7 separate regions of the Mus musculus genome follow, and all the other regions are linked to region 1. A link is a contact called in public HiChIP or PLAC-seq and promoter capture Hi-C data. All regions are on one chromosome and are shown on one strand. Each heading gives the region's core, a stretch centred on a gene start, on an enhancer-like site or on the middle of the called end of the contact. The rest is flanking DNA. Distances are from core to core; before and after follow the strand shown.

Region 1 (2,534 bases), core at 11-2,510:
TCATTCAATAATCCCACAGCCGTGAGATAGATCTCTGTGGTAAAGCTCTTGCCTTGCATTCATGAAACCCTGGGTCCAGTACACGGTATCAGATAACGGCAACAACAAAATCAGCCTTTGCTGTTACTGGACTAAGTGTCCGTGATTCAAGCATTATTATAAACCACATCCCCTGATTAAAGGAGCCCACAATCTAGAGCAGAAAAGACAAATACAGAGATAAAAGACAATGACTTAAATAGAGGTAAGAGAGTAAGGACAGAACTGAGAAAGCACCTTTTTCTGCAGAGCTCGGGTAAGGGAAGAGAGGGGAGAAAAGGTATCACAAACAGATGGATCCCAAGCCTTGGAAATACAGACTAAGAATTTCTCCCGGGGACGACATTCGCAGCAAGGAGGATGTTAAGTGTTCAAGCACGATGTGCGAAGATTGTCCTTTCAAGCTTACTCTAAATCTCTTGAGTTACACTCATAAAACGCGCAGAAAAGGGACACTTTGGGTTGGGAAACCTTTACTGTCCCGGGCACTCGGTGTGAATGGGATTTCCTGAATTTAAGCCAAGGAGCATTTTCTACTTTTAGAAAACATTGGGACAACGGTGTAGAGAATCCTCCAGTCTTTCCTAACGGAAAGCCATGGCCCTAACCGTATACCCGAATGCTGAAGGCCACAGAAGTCTCCCACCAGCTGCCTTGCATCCTACGATTCTCAACATTCCATGTCACCGCTTCGTCTCTTCTGCCAAAACAACACTTAGAACTTCCCTAAGCATCCATCCTCCACCGACTGCGGCCAGGGTCCTCTCCAGGATGTCAGTCTGCGCCTACGGACCGCCACCGTCCTCCCAAGCTGTTCCAGGCTGTTCGGCGTCCCACTCGGATTCTCCCAACCCGCCGTCCCCGCCCCGGAGACTCCCTGTCCGGCCGCTCAGCCCCCACATACTCCCTCGCACTTCATGTCCAGGATCCTCTCCACCTCGAAAACGTCCTCCCCATCCTCCTCGCTGTCCCCAACGGCCACCGTTCCTTTGGTGGCTGCGTCCTTCTCTTCGTCCCCTGCTCCAACTCCTTCGGACTCGGGAGAACGGCCAATGCTGTCGGGAACTGACATAACTAGAGCGGCCGCACTCATGCCCTCCTCAGCCGCCGCCGCCATCACAGACGCAGTGCAAAACCAACGCGAAAAACCGCCGGCGACCCACAGCGGGACAGCACCGCGCGCCTGCCGCTCCGCCCTAATCCGCTCCAGCGGCGTGACTCGACCGTGAGGCAAGCCAGCCAATTGTGGGCGCCGAGCTCTGGATTGACACACAGAACGGCCAATCACGCAAAGGCGCGCTCCCCGGCTCCCTGGGGAGTTCACGGGAAGTGGATGGGCGGGTCGACGGACTCTGAGGAAGAACGCTGCCTCAGGGAAGAGCGGAAGGGCTCCCCTGGGGAGACTGCGAGGGGCGGTCCTAGCACCTCACCTCCCAAACTCCGGTGACGCCCGCTGCCTGAGGAGACCTGTTGTTTGGATTGTCGGAAGGAGACCATGAGGATTCTGGGAAAGGGACCCCCAGTGTTAGCGAGACCCGCCTGTGCGGAATGGCTGCCCAGGAATCCTTTCGTATGGTTTTGGCTGGCTTATATGGCGTCTGCGGTCGAATCAATTACATATAGCCTATAGGGATATTTCATTTTAGTGAGTAGCGTTTATAGATAGAGAATAGGGACCCGGAGGTGGTTCAGCAGATTACGGCCCTGGTCGCCAAATATGAGGACCTGAGTTTAATTTCCAAGGGCATACATAGCGAGAGAATTCCCCCAATATGTATTCTCTTCTGTCAGGAGAAAGGCCAATCTTTACAGCAAGACACTGTATCAAGTAATAATTTATGGGATTTACTTGTTGGGCTTTGAAAGTAGTTCAGTGATAGGGCGTTTGTCTGGCAGGTGATGGTTGGAGGCTTGGTCCTAGTAGCTGAGTAAAAGTTGGTTCTCTCCTTCAAAAGATAGAGCCCAGGTTGCCTGGCTTGGCCCCATTTGGGCTATACTTAATTAATTGGATCATTCACACCTGATAAACCAAGCCAAAACCACCTATGTGTTTGTTCCCAAGTTCCCTTGCTTCTTATTGAATTGAAAATATCAGAAGCAGGTGCGGGGTTGATGCAAGAGAAACGAGTAATATTGATGCTACAAAGGAGTCACTAGGAAGCGAGCCTGCGATATGATTGGAAGAGAATTACCAGGCTTATTACAAACTCTAGGAAAGACATTTTTGTGCCAACATTGAAGTTTTGGGTTGCTGAGAAAGTTTCTGTTAACGTTAGTGCACTAAGATTGACCTCCAATTAGACTCCATTTCCACAACAAAAGGAGACAACCCTAACTTACAACCAGCCATTAAGCCTATCCACCTTATTAAAAAAAAAAAAAAAAAAAAAGCCTCTAAGGGGCAGCTCAATGGCTGAGCCCCAAGTCACACCTATCATTAAGTCCTAGTTTGCCATTAAATCCCCTGTGCCCTTGTGAGGAAAAGCCTAACTCTG
Region 2 (2,534 bases), core at 19-2,518, 990 kb after region 1:
CTGCCCTCCATGGGCACTCCACACACATGGTTCACAGACATACATTCAGACAAAACACTGGTCCACATTAAATAAAAATAAAGTATCAAAAGAGTTAAATTAATACATGATAGCTTTAAAAAGGAAATTAATTTCTCAGCTTTAAAAACAATGTGTAACTAGATTGGACTTCTACCCAGAACCATGCAAGCAACAAGGGAGTAAAGTATTTACAGTACTGAAAACAAGGGGGAAAAAAAAAAACCCCATCTCACGCCGGGATTTAGAGGTGTGCACCAGCACACTCTGTGGGAAAATTCTTTAGAAAAAATGAAAGTGGGGCTGGAGAGATGGCTCAGCGGTTAAGAGCACCGACTGCTCTTCCAGAGGTCCTGAGTTCAATTTCCAGCAACCACATGGTAGCTCACAACCATCTGTAGTGGGGATCCAATGCCCTCTTCTGGTGTGTCTGAAGAGAGTAATGTGTACTCATACATAAAATAAATAAATCTTTAAAGAAAAAATGAAAGTGGTAAGGTCAGAAATGACAGAAAAAAATATGAAGAAAACCCACTTCAACATTAACATCCAGTGTAGTACTTTGGTACTGGGTCTGGAAAGGCTCTGAATACTGATCTGGAGAACCAAGGCAAAGTGTGAGCCATGAGTCTGGGAATGGAGGAAACCATTCAAATAATGGGCAGGTTTCATAAAATTCCTGCAAGGTGGGCAAGGCAGATAATTAATTTAAGCAACAAAGTAAAGCTGTACACAGTGTGCCCGGTTCTGTCCTTGGGGAGAGCAAGAAGAGTCAACCCACTAAAGGACTCCATCAAGTTAGTGCTCAAAAGAAACTTGGAAAAGGAAGCCCTTAAATATTATAAACTACACGAAACAGCAAAGATGTGGCACAGAAAAGCATAAAACGGCTGTCATCCTACTGTCCAGGAGAACCCTGACTAGCCCTAGGATATTTCAAACTATATTCGTTTAGGCACCGGCGAGTCAGGACAGGAGGGCGGAGTTACCACTCAGGCCTGTGTTTGGTTTTTTGAAACGAGCGAGCGCCCTCTTCTGTTTCGCGAGAGGAATGGCAGAATTTTTCCTGGGAGCGGCTGGCGGCCCGGGAAGGGCTTGGCAGACGCTGATTCAGACACCTAGGTTTACAGCTTGCAGGGGTGATGGAGAGTGACGCTAGGTCGTACGTCACTTTCACAGTGCAGGGGACCTCGTGACGTCACAGCTCCCTCCGCGGCCTCTTCCGGGGAGGGAAGCCGCGCGCCCAGGCGGAAGTGACGTACTCCTGCGTTTCCCTCAGTGGCGGCATTTTAAGTTTAGTGATCTGGACAGGTTGATACACTTAAGTCACCGCCTGAGAGGAGACTGCGGGGTTCCCGTGGCTCCGCGAAATGGGCCCAGCTGGTCCGCCGACCTTCCGGTGCAGATGAGAGAAGCGGGGCTCCGCCTACGGGAGCGTCCGGGAAGCCTGGGTTGAACGAAAGGAGGAAAGGGCGCCCGCGGGCCATGGCCCCACCTCCAGGGGTAGGTCCCGCGTCTCTGCGGTTTGCTGCCGCCGCCAGCTGGCTGGTAGTCCGCCGTCGCCGCGTAGAGCACTTCCCGAAAGTGGTGGAGTTTCTGCAGTCCTTGCGCGCTGCTGCCCCCGGCTTGGTTTGCTACCGGCACCATGAACGCCTGTGTATGAGCCTAAAGGCCAAGGTACTAGAGAGAAGGACGTCTGGTTGGGACTAAGATCGGCTGGAAAAGGGTAGGTGTTCTGAGCCCTGTACCGTGCAGGTGGTGGTGGAGCTGATCCTGCAGGCGCGACCCTGGGACCAGGTCCTGAATGCCCTGAAGCATCACTTCCCAGCAGAGTCCAGAACAGTAAGTACCACTGGACCCCGAAGCTGTGAGTGCTATCTTGGGCAGACCAAACTCAGGCCTGATGCAACCAAGTTGCCCCTGGGTCCTAGCGACACCTCCTCACCCAAATTTTCCTGTCTTCAATATCCTCAACAGACAAAAGAAGACAGGAAGCTTTTGGAGGCACGGGAAAATTTTTGCTTGCTTGTGAAGCACCTGTCAGAGGACCCGCCTTCGAGCCTGCAGGTGAGAATGGTTGGTTTGGAGGATGTTATGGGATTCCTGTTTTGTTTTGTTTTGTTTTCTAAAATTCATCTGACCTGCTTCACTTTCCCACATACAGGAACTAGAACAAGACTATGGGGAATCCTTTCTAGTTGCCATGGAAAAGCTGTTGTTTGAATACTTGTGTCAGCTAGAGAAAGCACTGCCTCCAGTCAGAGCACAAGAGGTTGTTGAGAAAGAAACACTTTAAGGGCGGAAGGCTGGGTGGCTTCCCCGAGAACTATGATCTTCCTATCTGTCGCCTTGCCCACAGCTTCAGGATGCTCTAAGTTGGAGTCAGCCGGGCTCGTTCATCACTTCTTCGGTTGCTTTGCACCAGTATGGTATGGACATGGGGTGGACATTTCCAGGTAAGAGGATCAGCGGAGATAACTAGCAATTTGGAGGTTAGTGTTTAGCTCTACCAAACC
Region 3 (2,534 bases), core at 18-2,517, 950 kb after region 1:
CGTTACCTAAAAGAGGACCTAGAAAAGGGCTGGGCAGGTAGTGGATACTTTAAATCTGTCTCCATGGCTCACGGTGAATGAAAGTAGAGAGAACACAGGATGAAGAACATTGCAACAGCCTTAGTGGCAACTGCACTGAATGGTTATTAAAGAGACTAAAAAGCTTTGAGAACACTGCCACTTAGTGCAACAATGATGATAAAGCTGGCACTCAGAGGGGGGAGACGGGGGGGGGGACTCTTTTTTAGCTTTTAGAGTTTGAAATATCTCTAGGACATATAAGCGAAACTACATTTTTCTTCTTTCTGGTTTTTTAGACAGGGTTTCTCTGTGTAGCCCTGGCTGTTCTAGAATTCGCTCTGTAAGCCAGGCTGGCCTCTAACTCAGAGAACTGCCTGCTTCTACCTCCTGAGTGCTGGGATCAAAGGCAGTGTGCCACCACTGCCCAGTGATACTCAATTTTTAAAAAAATTAGAAACCTCACTATTATCTTAAACTCTAGACCCTCCTGTGTCGACCCCCTGAGAAGCTGAACATTACAAACAGCACCACTGCCTCTAGCTTTTGACCATGTCAACAAATACATATACTGCTATATAATTGTCACTATCATTATGCTTGTGGACGTCTGGACTGGAGAGAGGTTTGGGTGCCATATAGTAACCATGAATGTAGATGAAATCAAGAGAACAGGAAGGAAACCGAGAACTTTTGGCAGCCAGAACTCGCTGATAGCAGGTTGCTGGAGAAACTTCTTCACTTAGCCTGGAAAGGGACTCTAGCCAGCCTGAGTTTGGCAAACATGGCTCTGTCAGGCCTTGCCCTTCTCTCCACTCCCTCTGTCTTGCTAAAAACGTTAGATTGAGTTCCTAAAGCTAGCTACCGAGATCCGTTCCCTTATTCACCTCATCCTAACACAGGATTTCCCCTTTTACCTTTATAAACTGCCACTCTCCTATGGGCCATGCCTGTCTCCTCTCTATTCAAAGACAGTCCTTTGTCCCCTCTTCGAGAGAAATACCTGCCCCCCCCGTCCCCCCCCTCCCCTCTTCTCTTTCCCCTTCTCCATCTCCTGTCTTGTCTCTTATTCCTATACTTCGTCCCTCTAGGGCAAATAAAGCTCCTTTGTCCTGAAAACTTGGTCTTGGGGTGTCCTGAGCCGATACCAGTCCCTTCAAGGCTGCAGTTTGAGTTGCGAATGGGAAGAGCCAGGCCTGCAGGGGGCGCAGCGCCTCGTCTCCGCACCTCACACAGCACGGAGCCGCTCTAGCCACACTGGGACTCGGTGGCGGCCGGAGTTGCACGTCCTGGCACCTCCTCCCTGAGCAGGTGAGTTCGCCGGTGGAGGAGGGGGTGCAAGGGTCCACGGGACGGACGGACGGGCGGGCGGGCACTGCTCTCTATATGCGCGGCGTGTGCCTCGGCCCTGACGGGTGGGGCTTCGGAAAGATCCGTGGGGACGGAGGCCGTGGTTGTGGTGAGCGCTTCCTCCTGACCTCACAGTGCCAGCCGCCGGCCCCCTTTTAACTCACGGGGATCCTTATCCTGGGCCTGCTGGCAGCTTCCGGGAAACACCTGGGGGGCGGGGCCGTGTGGGCGGGGTTCTGTGATTGACATCTCTTTCGGCAGATTGAACGGGCTGCCTCCGGACCCCTCCCCTATCGCCAACGCTGAGCCGAAACCATGGTGAGAACCCTGAGCTCAGCCCCTTTCCCCTGCATGCCCATGCCCTCATCCCACGTGGCTATCTCGGCCGGGCTTCTGCAAGACTGCCCTTGCGAGGCAACCGGCGTTCATATTATCCTATCCTCATATCCCTGGTAGCATGGGCGCCTGAAGGTGAAGACGTCCGAAGAGCAGGCAGAGGCCAAAAGGCTAGAGCGGGAACAGAAGCTAAAGCTCTACCAGTCAGCCACTCAAGCTGTCTTCCAGAAGGTGGGGCCCTCGGAGGTAGTCCCCAATAATACAAAGACCAAAAGCTTGACCCTAGAGTCAAACTGTAGGGATCCAAATTTTGATTCTGTCTGTTGTTGCTGTATTGCCTTGTTCGAGTCACTGGAACTGCCTTCATCTGTAAAATGGAGCTGATGATTGCACAACCTGTGTACGAGTATTGCAAAGATTAAGTGAGAAAATACCTGTTAGGCCATGTAAGGTTTTGCACAGTACCTGTTGCATAGTGCCACTATTGACTGGTTCAGAGTTTATAATGTTTAACCTAGAGCTGGGGAAAGGCTGTGGTCCCTGACCCTATAACCTGTCTTCACAGCGGGAGGCAGGCGAGCTGGATGAATCCGTCCTAGAACTGACAAGCCAGATTCTGGGAGCCAACCCTGATTTTGCCACCCTCTGGAACTGTCGCAGAGAAGTGCTCCAGCAGCTAGAAACCCAGAAGTATGTAGTAGTTCAGGTCTCTGCCCTGGCCCTCGCCTGGGTGCAGAACTGGAGGAGGATTGGGGTAGCCGGGCATAGAGATAGGATAGTAGGGGGACCAGATACAAGAAGGGAGGGACAAGTTGGGGTTGGATGTTGGA
Region 4 (2,534 bases), core at 23-2,522, 920 kb after region 1:
CAAAGTCGTCTTCTCCCCTCCACAAGAACACTCCAGAAGGCACACACATTCGAGTGTGTACACATGCCCAGACGTATTTAAAAAAAAAAAAATTCTTACTCTGAGTTGTGGAAATAAAAATGTGAAACACATTGCTCCCTCTGTGTCTCTGCTAGTAATAGTTGGTCCTTGAATTCAAGTGTATCCATCCTTACTAGGCACACTATACTTTGGCCTTCCAGGTTCTGCCCCAAGGGTCTGCTGATTCTTTACGGTCAAGTTTCACCACAAAGATGAACTCTTCTGTTTACTGGCTTCGGAACTTCCTGACCACTCCTGCTCACCAACCCCTCTTCCCTTTCTTACAGTACTTACCAGACGACTGGGAGCCACGGGGCTTGCCTCTCTCGGACTCCAAAAGAGTACCTCCCAAGACCTGCAGCAGAGTTCTGACCACGAAGCTGCCATGCGTGTCTCCACAGAAGAACAGAAAATCATCACACACTTCAGCGGCTAGTCCCAGGACTAGCTCCTCCAGAGTTTGCGAGGGACCACCCTCCTCCTCTTCCTCCTCCTCCTCCTCTGCCTCCGCAGGACGCCTCAGCAATCGAGGTAGCTGCAGCAAAGCACTTTGTAATACGTGGACCCCACACCGATGACAAGCCACGAAGCGCAAGTTGGGGCGCAGAGCGGCCCACACTCGACACAGGGGTTTCAAAGGACTGAACCCCAAAAGCTCCTGCAGCATTTCGCTACCAGTCCTGTTCGTGGCCAAGGCTAGAGCCTGAGCCTCCACTTCCTTCAAAATATTGCGCGCCATCAACTCTTTAAAAAAAAAAAATGGGGTCATAAATAAACCGTTAGGCTGAGAGGAGGAGAAGACTTACCCATCACTTAGCCAAGACCTCCCCTGAAAGTTCGGCGTGTGGGTTTTCCACTTAACCCACGGCGTTAGCTGCTCCTACCTCGTTCTTCGGCGGCGTCGGGAGCCACTTTTAGCGCTGACAGCGCCCGTCGGAAATATCCAAGAGCCTCCGGGCTCAGATGCGGGAGAGCCTCGGGGGCCTGCTCCGCACGCGCGGCTGCCGGCAGCCGGGGATAACCATCGCGGCCGGGAGGGGGACGTCCCGAACCCCGGGCCGCGCGTCCCCGCCGGCCGGCACCCGAGAACTGGCGTCGCGCTTTGTGAGCGGAACGCGGCCCCAACCCCATGCGTGCTTTGGGACCAGCCGTTCACGCTTCCCGGTTGCAGCTCCCACAACCGCCGGCGCGCTCCGGACGCACGGGGACGTCATGAGTCTGCGACGGGGCGGGCGGGAGGGCATGATGGGCGTGGCTGCAGGTCGCCCTTCCCCATTTGCGGACTCCACCCCACTGGGTCTGACCCTGGAACTCCAGGGCTATCTTTGACTGGTTCCATATCATCGTTATCCGCACCCGGACTTCCATCCAGGCACGCACTCCAACGTGGCAAGAATCAAAGTTCTCAAACTATAGATCTGGCGATCTGGGCAGAAAGAAACCCAGAGGCTGCGTCTGCTGCTGGTAAGGCTCTGACCACTTCAGGGGTCAGGGATTCGCGGTTCTCCGTGGGTCTGGACGGGTAGCCAGAACTCCAGAGAGCCCAGGACTCTTCGTGGCCATACCCTGTTAGGCTGCATTGCCAGATTCCCTACCAAGTCAGCTTCACTCAGAGGTTCGTGATAGTATTGTGTGTAACGCTGGAGAGTCCTGGGACTCTCCTAAAAGGACAGCCTGGCCTGAGACTTTGACTCAGGTATCCTTCTGTCAAATTTCTCTCCCCTCAAAATAGTCCAAACTTGTCTAGCCCTCACAGAGACCTGGATTCAGCACACAATCTACAGGATTCCCTCAAAGCGACTCTTTACCTCCACAGATATCCCCTTTGATGTGAGTCATGGTAGCGCCTATGAAGGGCCAAGTGTGTGTGGTAACTGGTGCCTCCAGGGGTATTGGCCGTGGCATTGCCTTACAGCTTTGCAAAGCAGGTGCCACAGTTTACATTACCGGCCGCCATCTGGATACGCTTAGAGCTACTGCCCAGGAGGTAAGTGACCACCTGAATTAATCACTGTGATTACTATACCCCCCCCAACAAATCGCAATGTTTACTGAATACCATAAATAATAATCTAGGATTGATTTTTTTTCTACCAAGAGAGCTTAATGGGAAGAAAAATCTTTCTGTTTGAGAGTTTCAGGTTTTGCAAAGAAAAAAAAATTGTACTGGTGGCTTCCTCTAATTTTCCTCTTCCCTGGCATTGGGTTTTGCATGCCTTTGATGCCAGCACTCAGGAGCCAGAACCTCTCTGTGATTTCAAGGTCTACATAGTGAGTTCCAAACCGGCTACAGAGTGAGACCTTGTGGGGAGGAAAAAAGCCGGCATGGCATGCATGCCTATATAACCCAGCACTGGAGACATTGGGCCAGGAGATTTCAAGTTGAAGGTCAGCTTGAGCTATGTAGTAAGACCCTCTCAAAAAAGCTCTTAGGCTTTAGTTGGCTTAGATTGGTGATCCAGTTAGAAGACGAT
Region 5 (2,534 bases), core at 13-2,512, 900 kb before region 1:
TCTAAACCTTAAGCTCACAGAGAATTACCTGTCTCCCCTGACCACTAGGGACCCAGGACCACATATTTCTATCTTAAGAGATCTTCCAAGGTATTCTCTCAGCACCATTACTAAATATAAAAGAAATAATTCCTTAATTAAAATGTGGGGGGCTGGTGAGATGGCTCAGTGGGTAAGAGCACCCGACTGCTCTTTCAAAGGTCCTGAGTTCAAATCCCAGCAACCACATGGTGGCTCACAACCATCTGTAATGGGATCGGGCTTCCTCTTCTGGAGTGTCTGAAGACAGCTACAGTGTACTTACATATAATAAATAATTATTAAAAAAAAATGTGATTTGAAAGCATCTTTTGGATCCAATTTGACTGAAAAACTTTTTCACTTCAATAAAGACTAGTTTGTCTTTGATACTAATTTTATGATCTGTGAGAAACATTTAATTACAATGTATACAGGCCAGCCAGAACTACATCAAGAAACTCTTGTTGAAAAAAAACCAAAAAGGTAGAGCTTTCTTGTGTCTTCAGACACTTTAATATTTAAAAATAGCATATAATTGAATACACGAAGATAATCATTGTGGCATACATACTTAAAAGGAATGGAAGCTTTAAAAAATTAGGTGCAAAATAGTTTGCTTTAAAACAGGTTTTTTTGAGTCTTATAAGTAGATGGTTTCTTCCTTTTCAATAGTTTTTTTTTCTTGATTGCCATTTTGATAAGTTACACTTGATTTGATCTATTTGGTTTAATAGAGTAGTCATTCGTTTAGAGAAATCGAAATCAAAATGAAGTATGGGTTTCTACAGACGAAACACTACTGTATGTAGAAATTGTGACAGTTCATTATCAAGCTGCTTTTTGAGTGGCGTCAGCATCTGAGCGGTGATTTAAAGCCCTTCAGCCAGATCAGGAAATCGATAAAGAGAGAACCGAACAGCAGGAACATAGTGAAGTTTGCCTGTCCCTGGGAAAGAAAAGATTACATGTGATTTAAGAATTGCCGAATCAAAGGGAGCATTAGTTTTGATTAAGGAAAACTGTGTGCCAGCTACCATGATAGATTGGTAAAATATGTGTTCATATACTGTGAATTCAACACTGAAAGCTCTGAAAGACTAATTGGTTTGAAAGGTTTAAGACTGACTCCAAAGTACCAAACAGCCAGACTACCGCAACCTAATTAAAACCTGGGTTGTAGAAGCCGGAAGCTGACTGGGCGGGACTAGACGCTCATTGGCTCCCACCGTCTGGTCTGCACCAGCGCAAACGCGGAGGTCCCCGCCAACCCTCACCCCACCCCCGCACTGTGACGACTGCGCATGCGTCAGTGGTGAGTGGCGGCCACGGAGTGTGGCGGCGGAGGGTCAAGGGATGTTTTGGGTGGGTTCCGAACCGGGTCCATACTGACCCTTGGAGACTTTCCCAGTAGGGGCCTCGTCTCTGCGGGGTCCTTCTTCTTGGACATCTTGAGCCGGAAACAAGTCCTTAGTGGTCCGGTCGGAATGGTGCCTGGGGAAGGGATATATATGCATGGACACGAGGAAGCCTTGAGCCTTAGCATGGGGTTTGGCTGGCCGGGCTGTTCATCCAAACTTACCTTGTTGTGTGTTTGTGGCTTGCTTTCTCTGTGCAAGTTTTATCTCAGGTCATGGTGGGATTTATTATTTTGAGATGGTCTCACTGTATAGCCAGGCTGGCCTCGAACTCAGACTCATTGATCCCTCATTTTTCCCGTGTCACCACACCCAACAATCTTTCTTTAAATAATAAACAGTATTTAGGAAGTGAAGGACTTCCCTCAGGCAGAGACTTGTATGAAAATGAAAGCACACGATTTTTATACACTCGAGATGCACAGGCAGACAGATCTCTGAGTTCAAGGCCAGCCTGGTCTACAGAGAATTTTCCTGGACAGCCAAGGCTACACAAAGAAATCCTATCATTCATTCATAGGTAGATAGATAGAGCAAGTTCTAGGACAGCCAAGGCAACACAACTGTCTTGAATCAATAAGATTACTTAGAGAATATCTGCCAGGCATTGTCATCTACAGAGTTCACGCTCAGGGAACAAACAAGTTGAGAACAATGTCATTTCTAGTGACTGTGGGTGCCTGTCTCTGAGCCGCAGGTTGAGCATACTTGACAGGTCATTCTATTCGCCTACTAGTACAGCTACCCTTCCTGCAGTTTACTAACGACTCTGGAAAGAAACTTTGTTTCATTCTCTTTCTGCTGGCTTAAACTCTCTTGACCTAAATATCTTGGAGAAGGTACTTAGATACTCTGACATACAGTATTGTTAGTTTTTTGTTGTTGCTTTCGTAGATCTGATGCATGGGAATAGAAGTTTGTTTTGATTTTGGGTTTTTTTTTTGGGGGGGGGGTTGGTTTTGTTTTTTTTTGTTTTTCCAGACAAGGTTTCTCTGTGTAGCCCTGGCTGTCCTGGAACTCACTCTGTAGACCAGGCTGGCCTCGAACTCAGAACTCCACCTGCCTCTGCCTCCTGAGTGCTGGGATTAAAGGCGTGCA
Region 6 (2,534 bases), core at 15-2,514, 860 kb before region 1:
TTATTGCATAACAAATACAGAAGCAGCATTTCTTCAAAGATCGTGACAGACCTTTGTAGAAACCAATCGCTCCCAATTTAGTTATACCATCTGCCTCTCCTAGCCCCTCCCTGAGCTCTAGGACCAGTAGACACCCGCCTTACCTGGCCTGCCCCCCGTGGTTCATCCCAGTAGTTCCACCCGGCCCCACCCATCACCTCCGTCCGCTCCTCAGACCCCGCCCCTCGGGCACTACACCATCTCCATAGCACCACCCGACCGTCTTGCCACTCCCCTCCCGCTCCAGCCGATCCCACCCGATCCCCCTCACGACCCCTTCCTTCAAGCACCGTCCACCTATACCGCTCCAGTGGCAGCCGGGCCCCGCCCAGGCCCCACCCGACCCCGCCCACCACGTGCTCCGCCCCGCCCCTCGGCCCCGCCCTCCAACGGACTCCACCCTGCCCCACCCACCTGTTCTGCAGGCCCCGCCCCTCCCCTCGGGCCCGCTCACCTGTACGCCCAGGGCGACACGCTGCGCAGGTTGGTGGGTGGCCGGAAGCGGCGGTCGGCGGCCCTGCCCCCGGCCGGGCAGCTGGCATTGCGCGCCTGCTCGCGCGGCCCGAGCTGCAGCGTGTGGTGGAAGGCGCTGAGCACGCCGGCCGCCAGCCGCCCGTACAGCTGCTCCAGGAGCTCCTCCGGCCGGTCCGCGCAGTCCCGCGGCCGCGCCGGGCGCCTCCCGGTCCTCAGCGCGCCCGCCGCGCGGCCCGGCGCCAGTGCCAGCAGGAAGCCGACCGCGAGCATCCAGACCTGCGGGACAGGCCGAGCTCAGCGTCGCGGGACCCGCCCGGCGCTCCGCACACCGTGAGGCCCTCCCCGAGCATGGGCGCCGCGCGGGCCGGCCCCCGAGCGCCGTCCCCGCCCGCCCGCCGCCCGCGCGGTCCCCGGGGCCCGGCCCGCCGCCGGCCCGCGCGCCCCCGGCCCCCGCCGCCGCCGCCGCCCAGAGCCGGAGCCCGCGCGGGGGGCGGGTGCGGGGCGCGCGTGCACGTGTGCGTGTGCCTGCCGGGCTGCTGCGCGGCGGGCTGCGAGTGCCTGTGAGACGCCTCTCCGGGCCGTCCCGCCGTCCTCCCCCCGTCCCTCTGCCCCAGCCCGGCCTCGGCCATGCCTCGCCGGTACCCCCGAGGGCGCTCACCAGTGTCCCCAACATCGCGTCGCCGTGATGCTTTCCAGACTTGTTAGGAGGGGGGCTGAAGGCTCTTCTGCGAAGTAAATAAGGGCGCCGCACACGCGGGGCGTGTGGCCTGCGGGCTGGGTGTCGCCCCTACAGAAGTGGACTGGCGGTCCGCCTGGCTGGAGGAGGAGGAGGTGGTGACTGGCCTCGACGCCTCGGCACGGACCAGTGGGGCCTCGGGGATGCAGTCGAGAGGCCGACTTTGGCTCAGAGGAAACGGATTTCTCTAGACATTGAAGCGGTCCAGGAGCTGGACAGGCCACTTGGAAATGAATGAACTCCAACCTAGAAGGACTCTCCTTCTTGCGACCACTTCCTCTTCTGGGATTTCATAGTTCGAAGAATTATACAAGAGATTAAAAAACAGTTATGTTCTGTTAGGCTAGAAGGAGGCTGTTTTCCCTTAAATACTCATAAAATGACTCCATGCCTCTTATTCAGCTAAGGGCCGAGTAATAAATACCCTCCCCCACCTGACACATGCTGTAAATGGGCATCTCTTGGTCTAGTTTTACAGTGTTGGAGAACTCAATCATGGTAATTAATTGTGTGAGCAGACATGTAAAATGAGCCTAAAGTTCTGTGAATAAATTAAGGGGAATCAGCTCAAATGAAGGACTCTATTGAATCTGAAGAGAGCTTGCTCACTTACTTGTTCATTATTTAAATGCCTTGCTTACCAGGCATCCAGCTAGTGAATATGATTACTTTTGAGCATTTACGCTTTGAGAATAAAGAGAAATGGCTGAGACTAGCTGAACGCTTTTTGAAAGTGTGCAAAATATTTTTTTGACTCCCTAAAACGGCTTGCAGCTTTGGGTTTTAACCAAGTTGTAAACCAGTGGTTAACTGCGTTTCAGTTCTGCTATGCAGAAAAACACTTGCCTTCAATGTTTTAAAACTGAAATACTTTGTAGCGGCTCTACCTTTAAAAGTCCCTTCAAACCTTACAGCTTAAAACATTTTACAATTCCTAGTAAACACATTTGGGTTTATGAAACACTTTGACTCGCACATAAATTGTTAACGTTGTCTCCTTCCTAGTAAAAAAACGGGAATAAAGACATCAGCACTCAAGTACTACTAATTTTCCATTTGAAAGGTACAGCGTAGGAGTATTTTCGAGGCGAGCTTGTCATTACCAGAGTTCCACGGAACTACTCACTGTGCTAATCAACAAAGTACCTTCCAGTGTCTGACCAGTTTGTGGAAGCCTCCAGTTACTGAAAACTTAAACTGAGTAGAGCATAAGATTCATTTGTGATTAAACAGGGGAGCAAAGGCTATAAATAGGTGCAGATTAAATAAAAAGTTCCCAGATCTG
Region 7 (2,534 bases), core at 10-2,509, 780 kb after region 1:
GAAGGGACGAGTTGAGAGGGCCTCCAGCTCATTTTGAGGGTCACAAGAAGTGGGTGGTTTGAGGAAAGAGTCCCAGAGCTGAGAGGTCTCGGATTTTTTGAGTAGAGGAGGGCCTCTTGGGAAATGAATACGCGCCAGAGGCTCTAACAGTGTAGTCCTGGGGTGGGGGTTTCCCCTATCCGCCTTATTCCTTCACTAACCACTCCCACCTCCCCGCCCCCGCCCCCCCTCCTCGTTTGTCCACTGTCAAGCATCCCACCCGGGGCCCAGGGGCATAGCCCGCCCTCCCACAGCCTGCGGCGGCCGCCCCCAGCCCGACCACCCTCCCGCCACGGCCTTCAGCTCCCGATCGCCCGGAAGGGGGACGCCTACCGCCAAAGCCGCGAGTTCCGCCCGCTCCTCTAGGTGCCCGCGGCGGGGGAGGAGGGGCCCGCGTTTCTCCCGCGCCCCAGGGGCCTGGGGCTGGGAGCCCGAATCTGGGAGGGCCTTCTCGGATCCTTCACCCAACCTAGACTTCTCTCGTCAACAACGCGTTGTGGCTTTGGAGTCACTTTCCGGCCCGGGGCGGAGCCAGCTCGGCTCCTCCCCCGCTAGGGCCGCACTGGCCAGGGCTCGGGGCAGGGCTGCGCTCCTCCTCCCCGGCTCGGCCTGCTGTCCTGCTGCCGAGCGACCCGCCCTCCACATCCCCTGCGGGGCCTACCGGGTCACAGACACTCACCCCACCCCCAACGCCTCCTGCCAACTCTCACGTTCGCCTCCAGTTCCTGGGGTCCTTGGGAGTTCTGCAGTTGATGGTTCCAAGAGAAGTGACTGGTCCAGAGTCACAAGAGAATCCTGCCCTTGACACAAGCACTTTCACCAAGTAGATAGAGTTGGGGGAGTAGGGGGGGAAGGGGGGGGAGATGAGGACACACACCTTGCCACAATAAGGAAAACCCCATGGAGAAAGACTGAAAAGGAGAAGATGAGAAAGGAATTGAAGAAATTTTGTTTCGTGTGTGTGTGTGTGTGTGTGTGTGTGTGTGTACACACCCTTGTGTGGCTAGAGCCCTCATATCCTCTCTCCATTCCTCTTCTCCCTCCCAGGGCCCAACTGCTGTCACTCCATGCTCTGCCAAGGAGGAGGGATCCGCAGAGACAGCAGTAGTAAGGCCAGGCAGAGCTGTGGGACACAAAAAGATACAGGGAGGGGAGTGCCCGGGCTAGGTGCCAGACTCACAGAGGACAGCAGAGCAGGGCAGGAGTACTGAAGCCTTGAAGCAGAGGGGGGAGAGCCAAGGGGACAGAAGACAGGAAAATCTGTGAGTTACAGAGGCACCTAGCAAGGATGGGGACGGAATGGCACAAACCCAAGCTGTCCTTGGCCCTGGTGCTTCTGACCCTGGAGGCTGGGTGGGCTCAAGAAGGGTCAGAGCCTGTCCTACTGGAGGGGGAGTGCCTGGTGGTCTGTGAGCCAGGCCGACCTACTGCAGGAGGACCTGGGGGTGCAGCCCTGGGAGAGGCACCCCCAGGACGAGTGGCGTTTGCTGCAGTCCGAAGCCATCACCATGAACCAGCAGGAGAAACCGGCAACGGTACCAGTGGTGCCATCTACTTCGACCAGGTAATCCCTCTGCCTCTGTCCGGAAGACATGCAAGGACCTGGACTCTACTGTCCAAGCCCCTTTGCATCCCTCGGACTCCAAGGAAACCATTACCTGCATCTCTTGCACCACCTTCCTCTAAGATGGCCACTGACCGTTGGTTGGCCTTCTTTCATTCATACACACAGCACCGTAGCCCTTCCTCATAGTTTTTGACTCTACACATTCCTGTCACACCCGTTTGCCACCCCTTCTCTCCTCACCCACTGCACAAATGCCAACCCAGTGATGCTCCTGAGCTCCCGGCACCCAGAATCCCTCTCAACACAATCTGCTTCCCCACAGGTACTGGTCAATGAGGGCGAGGGCTTTGATCGGACCTCGGGCTGCTTCGTGGCCCCTGTCCGTGGAGTCTACAGCTTCCGATTCCACGTGGTCAAGGTGTACAACCGCCAAACTGTCCAGGTGACCTAAGTGCCAGTCCACCTCCGGGGGGAAGGGAGGGTCATAGTGGACCGCAGCACATCCCTGGATAGCCCTTCTGTTGGACCTGTATCCCAGGGACCAGGAGCAAGGGAGGAAAGGCTAGCAGGGTATGGCAGATGTACAGAACCCAACACTGGCCACCCCTCAGTGCTCACTGGAGAGCCCACTGACCCTCAAGTTCCCAAAAGAAAACTCTTGGGAGGATGGGGGGCGGGGTGTCCTGAGCTAAGGACTAGGACATAGATGCTAACTGGGCTCCCCTCCCCAGGTGAGTCTGATGCTGAACACATGGCCGGTCATCTCAGCCTTTGCAAATGACCCTGATGTGACCCGAGAGGCAGCCACAAGCTCTGTGCTGCTTCCCCTGGACCCGGGGGACCGTGTGTCCCTGCGCCTGCGTCGGGGGAATCTTCTGGGTGGCTGGAAGTATTCGAGCTTCTCAGGCTTCCTCATCTTCCCACTCTG

The links. Promoter capture Hi-C pulls out the DNA fragments that hold promoters and counts their contacts. HiChIP or PLAC-seq counts read pairs in DNA pulled down with a chosen protein or histone mark.
Region 2: a contact with region 1 is called in a promoter capture Hi-C map of hippocampal neurons, with 2.9 times the contacts expected there. The contact joins the promoter of Tinf2 here to the promoter of Mphosph8 in region 1. A contact is called at or near these places in 3 of 39 promoter capture datasets (the 3T3-L1 cell line, hippocampal neurons and pre-B cells).
Region 3: an HNF4G HiChIP or PLAC-seq map of pancreatic cancer cells shows a contact between it and region 1. The contact joins the promoter of Rabggta here to the promoter of Mphosph8 in region 1.
Region 4: a promoter capture Hi-C map of the HPC-7 cell line shows a contact between it and region 1. The contact joins the promoter of Nop9 here to the promoter of Mphosph8 in region 1. A contact is called at or near these places in 2 of 39 promoter capture datasets (the HPC-7 cell line and hippocampal neurons).
Region 5: a promoter capture Hi-C map of pre-B cells shows a contact between it and region 1, with 2.4 times the contacts expected there. The contact joins the promoter of 1700039M10Rik here to the promoter of Mphosph8 in region 1. A contact is called at or near these places in 4 of 39 promoter capture datasets (cranial neural crest, liver, pre-B cells and 1 more) and 1 of 9 other capture datasets (adipose tissue).
Region 6: a promoter capture Hi-C map of hippocampal neurons shows a contact between it and region 1, with 5 times the contacts expected there. The contact joins the promoter of Il17d here to the promoter of Mphosph8 in region 1. A contact is called at or near these places in 2 of 39 promoter capture datasets (cranial neural crest and hippocampal neurons).
Region 7: a contact with region 1 is called in a FOXA1 HiChIP or PLAC-seq map of pancreatic cancer cells. The contact joins the promoter of Cbln3 here to the promoter of Mphosph8 in region 1. A contact is called at or near these places in 1 of 39 promoter capture datasets (hippocampal neurons) and 2 of 115 datasets of contacts at active chromatin or transcription factors (effector CD8 T cells and pancreatic cancer cells).

Annotation. Positions count from the first base shown.
Region 1 is chr14:56,666,974-56,669,507 of GRCm38.p6, reverse strand. Mphosph8 (M-phase phosphoprotein 8) reads right to left here and starts at 1,260. Exons shown (of 14, transcript NM_023773.2): 1 at 944-1,260. The coding sequence starts at 1,156. It also overlaps the pseudogene Gm4032.
Region 2 is chr14:55,680,551-55,683,084 of GRCm38.p6, reverse strand. Tinf2 (Terf1 (TRF1)-interacting nuclear factor 2) reads left to right here and starts at 1,268. Exons shown (of 9, transcript NM_145705.3): 1 at 1,268-1,695; 2 at 1,774-1,860; 3 at 1,996-2,085; 4 at 2,183-2,290; 5 at 2,378-2,474. The coding sequence starts at 1,504. It also overlaps a transcript of Gmpr2 not described here.
Region 3 is chr14:55,720,996-55,723,529 of GRCm38.p6, reverse strand. Rabggta (Rab geranylgeranyl transferase, a subunit) reads left to right here and starts at 1,267. Exons shown (of 17, transcript NM_001360387.1): 1 at 1,267-1,329; 2 at 1,630-1,686; 3 at 1,825-1,935; 4 at 2,270-2,394. The coding sequence starts at 1,684.
Region 4 is chr14:55,744,431-55,746,964 of GRCm38.p6, reverse strand. It overlaps Nop9 (NOP9 nucleolar protein), which reads right to left and starts at 1,272. Exons shown (of 10, transcript NM_026403.3): 1 at 945-1,272; 2 at 355-804. The coding sequence starts at 1,191. Dhrs1 (dehydrogenase/reductase (SDR family) member 1) reads left to right here and starts at 1,281. Exons shown (of 9, transcript NM_026819.3): 1 at 1,281-1,524; 2 at 1,877-2,047. The coding sequence starts at 1,898.
Region 5 is chr14:57,570,342-57,572,875 of GRCm38.p6, reverse strand. 1700039M10Rik (RIKEN cDNA 1700039M10 gene) reads right to left here and starts at 1,262. Exons shown (of 2, transcript NR_152103.1): 1 at 1,191-1,262; 2 at 508-967. Eef1akmt1 (EEF1A alpha lysine methyltransferase 1) reads left to right here and starts at 1,294. Exons shown (of 5, transcript NM_026526.3): 1 at 1,294-1,333.
Region 6 is chr14:57,523,559-57,526,092 of GRCm38.p6, reverse strand. It overlaps Il17d (interleukin 17D), which reads right to left and starts at 1,264. Exons shown (of 3, transcript NM_145837.3): 1 at 1,172-1,264; 2 at 494-789. The coding sequence starts at 1,186.
Region 7 is chr14:55,882,981-55,885,514 of GRCm38.p6, reverse strand. It overlaps Cbln3 (cerebellin 3 precursor protein), which reads left to right and starts at 1,259. Exons shown (of 3, transcript NM_019820.3): 1 at 1,259-1,603; 2 at 1,929-2,048; 3 at 2,338-2,534. The coding sequence starts at 1,328. It overlaps Khnyn (KH and NYN domain containing), which reads right to left and starts at 573. Exons shown (of 8, transcript NM_027143.3): 1 at 373-573.